Regions from separate parts of the Drosophila melanogaster genome. Here region 2 is linked to region 1. The links are chromatin contacts, called in public Hi-C maps. All regions are on one chromosome and are shown on one strand. The core of a region is the stretch at or near the end of the contact, and the rest is flanking DNA. Distances in the headings are between cores, read along the strand shown.

Region 1 (3,252 bases), core at 167-2,666:
ACGGTCGTTGTTGTTGTAGATGAGGAACTTCTGTTGGTTGTCGTTGAAGGTTCGGTTGTAGAACTTGTTGTTGATGGGTCCGTTGATGTTTGTGATTTTGTTGTTGTTAAGAGGGTCGTTGTTGTCGTTAGATCTGTATTTGTAACACGTTCTGTGGTTGTAGTAGACTCTGTGGTTGTTGTTGGTTCTGTGGTTGTTGTGGGCTCTGTGGTTGTTGTTGGTTCTGTTGTTGTTGTGTTCTCTGTGGTTGTTGTTGGTTCTGTGGTTGTTGTGGGCTCTGTGGTTGTTGTTGGTTCTGTCGTTGTTGTGTTCTCTGTGGTTGTTGTTGGTTCTGTGGTTGTTGTGGGCTCTGTGGTTGTTGTGGGCTCTGCGGTTGTTGTTGGCTCTGTAGTATTAGATTGTTCAGTGATTGTGCTAGCTGAATCTGCAATTGTGGTTGTTGTAGATTCAGTTGTTCTTGCTGGTTCTGTTGATGTCGTGAGTTCGGTGGTTGTTGTTAATATTTCTGTAGATGTTGATGGTGATGTAGTTTTAGTAGTTGTTGTTTGCTCTGTAGATGTTGTTGTTCCTTCCGTAGTTGTTGTTGTGGAAGCTTCAGTGCTTGTTGTTGTTGTAAATGCCGCATTTGTTGATGTTGATGGTTCAATTGTAGTCGTCGTTGTAGATGCCTCCGTTGTTGTGGTAGTGGTGACAGGAGCTTTTGTGGCGGTCGTAGTTCTTCCGTAACATGGCTTTGTTATTTCGGGCCGTCTTGTTGGATAGTACCAATAAGGAGGTCTATAACTGACGGGGGGACTTCTAGGTGGTGCTTGGGGCCGTTTAAATGCCCATACCGGATAAGGAAGTTCATAGTCTTGAACTGGCCCATAAGAATCTGATGACGGATATGCGTCGTAATGTTCAATATTTTTCGGATTTTGGGTAAAACTGGGTCTTGGAATAGGCGATGAATAGGCCGAAGGCTGCGATTGAGCCACTAACAAGCTCCGGTGATTGAAATAGTAGCCAACATCAACAAGCTTCGTCCGTGGAGGCGACGGTTGGCAATAAATCGGTTCTGTCAATTCGAATACTATGTGAACAAAATAAACAACACATTATTTAACAATGATTTTATAGTCTTATTATATAATTATAAGTCATGGTATTTAAACTGCTATAATACTTACACTCTTGTCCACTGAATATCATCTTCAGGTTGTAGTCGTTAAAGTCACAAATGCTCTCAAAGCTGCGATAACAATGTCCACTTTTGCCACAGACTCGGGGACCACAGGGTCGTTGGTTGTATCTCGGAATGTTTCCGGGATCTGGAAATCTCAGGTAATCATCCCCATGTCCTTGAGACAAGGTCAAAGCTGTAAGCAGGACAGTAAAGGCAAACGCTCTCAACATTGTAAAGGTCGGTGTGTAACTGATGACTTCACCTTACCCTTCGACAACTATTTATACGACCGACTTGTTCTTCTCAAAGGTAAATCTCTGGAGAAACAACAATGACTACAAACAACAGCCGCAGACGGCGTCTGTCTATCGGAACTATACGTGCCAGACCAACATTTCCATTGTAACCACTAGAAATTCAAACAAAAAAGGTATATATAAATAACACCTTCTCGAATTTTCTTTCTTTGGTCTCGTCTCAGTTGCCTGGCCGTGGTTCAGATATAGAGTCCCCCATATTTTTTGAATCGGAGTACAACGAAACAATTTTAAATCGAAACCCCCGCAATCTAAAGTAAAAAGCACTGCTTGTCACAATGCTTTAGCAATTTGCACTGCTTATGCCAAAAGCTCTGGAAGCAGTGCAGCAAACGTTCTTGGTTGAAAAACTTGATAAAACCTTTCACCGTGGTTTTTGGAATAATTTTGTGGTTTGAGATTTTATATTTTTTGCCAGCACAACGTGCTGTTGCTACTTAAACAAGCCATTTTCAAAAGACCAAAAAAAAACTTTACTTTACTTATGTATAACAGTTTTCGGCAAGCAGTGGGACGAGAACTGCTTGCCCATTTGAATCCTTCGCGTCGGTTTTCCTAGCATCGTTGTGAATTTTTTTATTCACTTGCCAACCGGTTGCTGTGGCGAACACAACGGTCGCGGGATTCGAAGTCCGTTCTCAATTTTTTTTTGTTAGTTTCAAGTGTTGTGAATTTTAGCGCGTTACTCGGCAATTTGATCGTTTTTAGGATTCGGCAGTCAAGACGCCAACATCGAGTCGTAAACTTCGATCGAAACATATTAGTACGTGAGGCACCCCGCCGTCGAGGTAAACAGAGAACATTAAATTACATTTAATTGCACGCTTCATTCGGCAAATTTCCTTAATTCGTGTGGCTTTTCGCTGTGTGAGTATTGTTTATTTTACGCGATACACATATTGCTCATACGCCATGGGTTCCGGAGGAAAACAATCATCCTGTCATGTCCAAAAAATCTCACGCAAATACAACCGCGTGCGCACACACACATTAGAAGCGTATTTATTTTGGGTTGAAATAAAAACAGAATATAAAAAGAAGACGGTCACTGCAACTAAATGATTTATTCAGGAATCGCATAAATGTATGCCCCACTCGTGTCCTTTTTTTTTTATGTCAAAGGCATTCCGCCTGGGGATTTATCAATCTGGTGGGCAATCCTTTGCCATGCTCTAAAATAGTCCCCTTTTTCATTTCGCATTGCGCATCCGCCGCGTTGGCCGTTTCGTTTGCCTGCTGATTTCATGGTGCGGTTTCTGATTCAATTAGCAGTGCGCAGGATAGCATCCTTGTGTCACACACAAACACGTGTGTGTGTGTGTGTTTGTGTTTATGCACAAGTATTTGTTACTGCCAGGCTTAAGGCTAAGACCCAAGACAAATTCGCCCATGACTGGCGATTGTGTGGCAGCAAACAATTGCAATATAGCTGCCCCAAAGTGTGCAATAAGTTAGTTATGCACGTAGCGAAGCCAGCTGATTTATGTGCTGCCATACCGAGAACTTCGACGGGTTTCAACTCAGTTCAGTTCCGTTTCCATTTCAATTTCCATCCCACCAGCCAAGTTTCAAGACACATTCAAAGCCGGCTTTCCGGCAAATGTCCGTATGTCTGGATAAATTGTGTCGAATTTTACATGTTCATCATGGACATTGCATCGCAAAATGCAACCGCAATATTTGAATATTTCGAGTTCCATTAACTTTAAAGATATAAAATAACATAAATATTTAAATATTGTGTAAAGAATATAAGTTTCTGGCTCTTTA
Region 2 (3,219 bases), core at 442-2,941, 99 kb before region 1:
AAGTAGCTTCTGGAACTCACCTGGGCGTAGCCTCAGAGTCCTCATCATCCTCGTACAGATCGCTGCACTCGCGCTCCAAATAGGCATCGCTGGCACTTCCTGCCCGAATGTCCTCGTGCTCCGAGTCGCTCTCGTCCCAAATGGTGTGCGGGGTGGGCATAGTGATCTTCTGGCGGGAGCATTCGATCCAGTAGCCGGGAGTGGGCATCAGATTGTGCGGATACTCCTCGCAGAACTCATCTGCAATGGGTTATTGCAATGTATATTAAATATATCCTGACAACTTCCAATTAATTTCATATAAAGCAAGTTCTTTAGATTTGTGAAGCAACTAAGTTACCCACTGGCAATCAACATCATTTAAAGATTTGCCGAACAGCTGCCTACGTAAAAGAACATTCTTTTATTTCCAACTTTGTGCTTCTTCTCACTTTTGAGGCGACTTAACTCTTAATTTCTAGGTGGCACTTGGGATTTTAGTTTGGATAAGATTCTATCCACCAATCAGCCGCGGTGTATAGACCCCCTGTTCCCATCAAATAGAAAAGTTTTCGCTGACAATCTTGCTTTCTTCCTGCGGCGAGAGTCTTATGTCAAAGTTTCACTCAAGTTTTTAGCGGCTTGTGGCTTTTACATTCTCGCAAAACTGTTGCCTACTTTGGGGCTTTCAATGGCTGGCAATTCCTTCAACTCTAAACAAAATAATTTAGTTCAATTCAATTAAAATGCAAATACCGTAAACGATGGCGAGTGGCGTCGCGTGAGTTGCCAGTCATAAAGCAGGCGAAACTTCCCATTTCGCATTTACCATTTCCCCTTCCCCTTCCCCTTTCCATCCATCCATCCATCCAACCAACCATTCAACCAACCAACCAACCATCTATCCACCCACTTTCCCTTTTTCTGCCATCAACTTTTCTGTCCATGATTGAGTTGGAAATTCGATGCGGCGCGTGAGTCAATAATGTGCCACATCTTTGTGCCCCAGGGACAGTGGTTCGGAACCAATAGAAAATTAAAGACACTAAAAACAGATTGCAATGAGTTGAGTAAACATTAAAACATTTTCGCATTTTATAAAGTTGAAAAATATAATGCAACAATTTTTTTATAACGACTTAAAGGACAACTTTTAGGGTATTTTCTTAACGTAATCTTTCACTTAATTTGGATATGTTTTAGGCTAAAATTTCCTTATTCAGATTCCACGATTGAACATAACTTTCTATTCCTTTGACTCCACTGTACAATGATGAGGACGATGATGTCGGGCATGACGTTGATGGCGTTTTGGTCCTGGTCCTTCTACTGATCCTTGGGCTCTTTGTGCTCTTGTTTCTGTTTCGTGTTCGTGTTTCAGCGGGATGGCAGTAAAATGCTGCCCTGCGCCAAGATGGGAACTATGATCTAATTAAGGAGCGCTCACCGTTCCCGTCACACATGTGCCACACATTTTATGCCGCAAGTTTTGCCCGTCTACCACGCAGATGCTGCATATTTTTCGGGTCCTTTCCTGCCGCCCAAGGAGCACGCACGCACACACACATATATATATCGTACGACCACACAACAACCCACGCACACACACATACACAGACAGACAGACAGACAGACAGCGAAAGCCATAAAATGGTGGCCCTGCCTAATTCAAATTTGAATAACTCGCAGCGCGCGCCCCTAAGTAGGCTATGAAATCGCTTGCTCGCATTGTTTTTCTGCGGTCTTGCCTAGGCTTTGATACCCTAGATTGTAGGGGTTACATGAATATTGCAATATTTATGCTATAATGACTAATTAGCAAAAGGATTATAAGAAGACTTGTATAACTTGAAAGCCTTTTTGTACACGTACCAATTACTGCTCAATGATTTATGGTAATCGCGTTAATTAGAAATTAGAAATTGTTACATAATTGCACGAGAGAGTATTAAAAGTTTGTGAAAGTTTCTTCCGTAGGATCAGGGTCCTGAGACCCACGACTGAATTTCGTCTCTGCCAGATTTTTAGGCGGCTGTGCGTGTGTGTGCGTGAATATTGCGTGCACAGCGCCCGCGGATATGCAATATATATTTTATATATTCTTTAAGGCCAGTTAAACCGACACACCCCCCCCCCCCCACACCGCGTGCCATTTTGGGTCACTTTGGCGCTCTTCCACGCTGCCGCTGCTCCTGCCCCTTGCCCCTTTACCCCGCCCCCGCTTCCAGCTGCTGTTTCTGATCCCGTTCGCTTGTGTCCCATACAAATAACATCCCGTCCGGTTCATTTTTCATCCACCCTGGCAGCAGCAACAACCACAGCTCGTGTTGCAACTGCACGGCAGCAACATGCAGCATGGGGCACAAAACATGAAAATAAACACAAACAACCAAATTGATGGGCATCGTTTGTGTTGGCCTCCCAGGAGGAATGAAGGCAACCGGAAGCTGGCCGGGCAACTATTTCATCTTGCCACTTGTAATGGCCACTTGCCAAGCCGGCGATGGCAAACAAATCAGACCAACTGACACCCGGCCATGTAATATGTATACAAAGTATAGCCGGGCAAAATGGAATATCGTGGATGAGATGGTCTATAATCTGAGAAGCAGCTCAACGGGCAGGCAAATCGCCAACAGAGTGAAAATAGAAAGCGCGAAGAGGTCCCTCACAACTGAAGATATTTAATGGCATGGCTACTTGAGAAACTGAAGAGCTTTCTCTATTCTATATATCAATCAATGGATGCTTTAAAACGCATGATGTGTAATTTTATACCAAAAAAAAAAAAAAAAGAAAATGAATGTATCTCAAAGTTTGCAGGCTGCAATCCCAATTGTTGTACTACGAGTGAGTAAACCTGCTATTTCATAGTCCATTTGAGTATTTGGTGCAAATTGCAGCTGGTGGTGATATGTGTGTGGTTGGTGCAAACATTTGCAATGCCCCAAATTGAGAGATGCGATTGTGTTGATTTGTGTGGCCGCACTCGTGCAGCAATTTAAATGGCATTTTCGGCACAGGAACCGCAAATGGAGCGGTTTGAATTGCAGGTGTAAGCAATAAATTAACAAATCTCAGGTTCAACTCAAATTTGTACAGGCAGCAAATGAGTAAATATACCCGTATTTCGCCGCATGCAATCAAATAAAAATGAATTCGCTCGAAGCACAAAATTGATTGGCAAATAATGGATAATTTGATGCATCGGTGTTAATTTGTTTTATTTTTATTTTTTGT

What was found. Hi-C and Micro-C count contacts between places; a contact is called where the count stands out from the background.
Region 2: a Hi-C map of the Kc167 cell line shows a contact between it and region 1, with 1.6 times the contacts expected there. The contact joins the enhancer-like site here to the promoter of Mur11Da in region 1. A contact is called at or near these places in 16 of 107 Hi-C or Micro-C datasets (the Clone 8 cell line, the Kc167 cell line, the OSC cell line and 6 more) and 1 of 6 datasets of contacts at active chromatin or transcription factors (the Kc167 cell line).

The regions. Positions count from the first base shown.
Region 1 is chrX:12,966,052-12,969,303 of dm6, reverse strand. Mur11Da (Mucin related 11Da) reads right to left here and starts at 1,416. Exons shown (of 3, transcript NM_167344.5): 1 at 1,170-1,416; 2 at 1-1,072. The coding sequence starts at 1,395.
Region 2 is chrX:13,065,068-13,068,286 of dm6, reverse strand. It overlaps rsh (radish), which reads right to left. Exons shown (of 19, transcript NM_001298250.1): 8 at 21-240. Among named protein-coding and RNA genes, the nearest start is that of mir-971, 4.6 kb to the right of the region's middle. Within about 2 kb of position 1,691, at least 5 of the 39 cell types and tissues checked have an H3K27ac peak or open chromatin away from gene starts, as enhancers often do. A contact at or near this core is called in the Kc167 cell line, where this site is marked.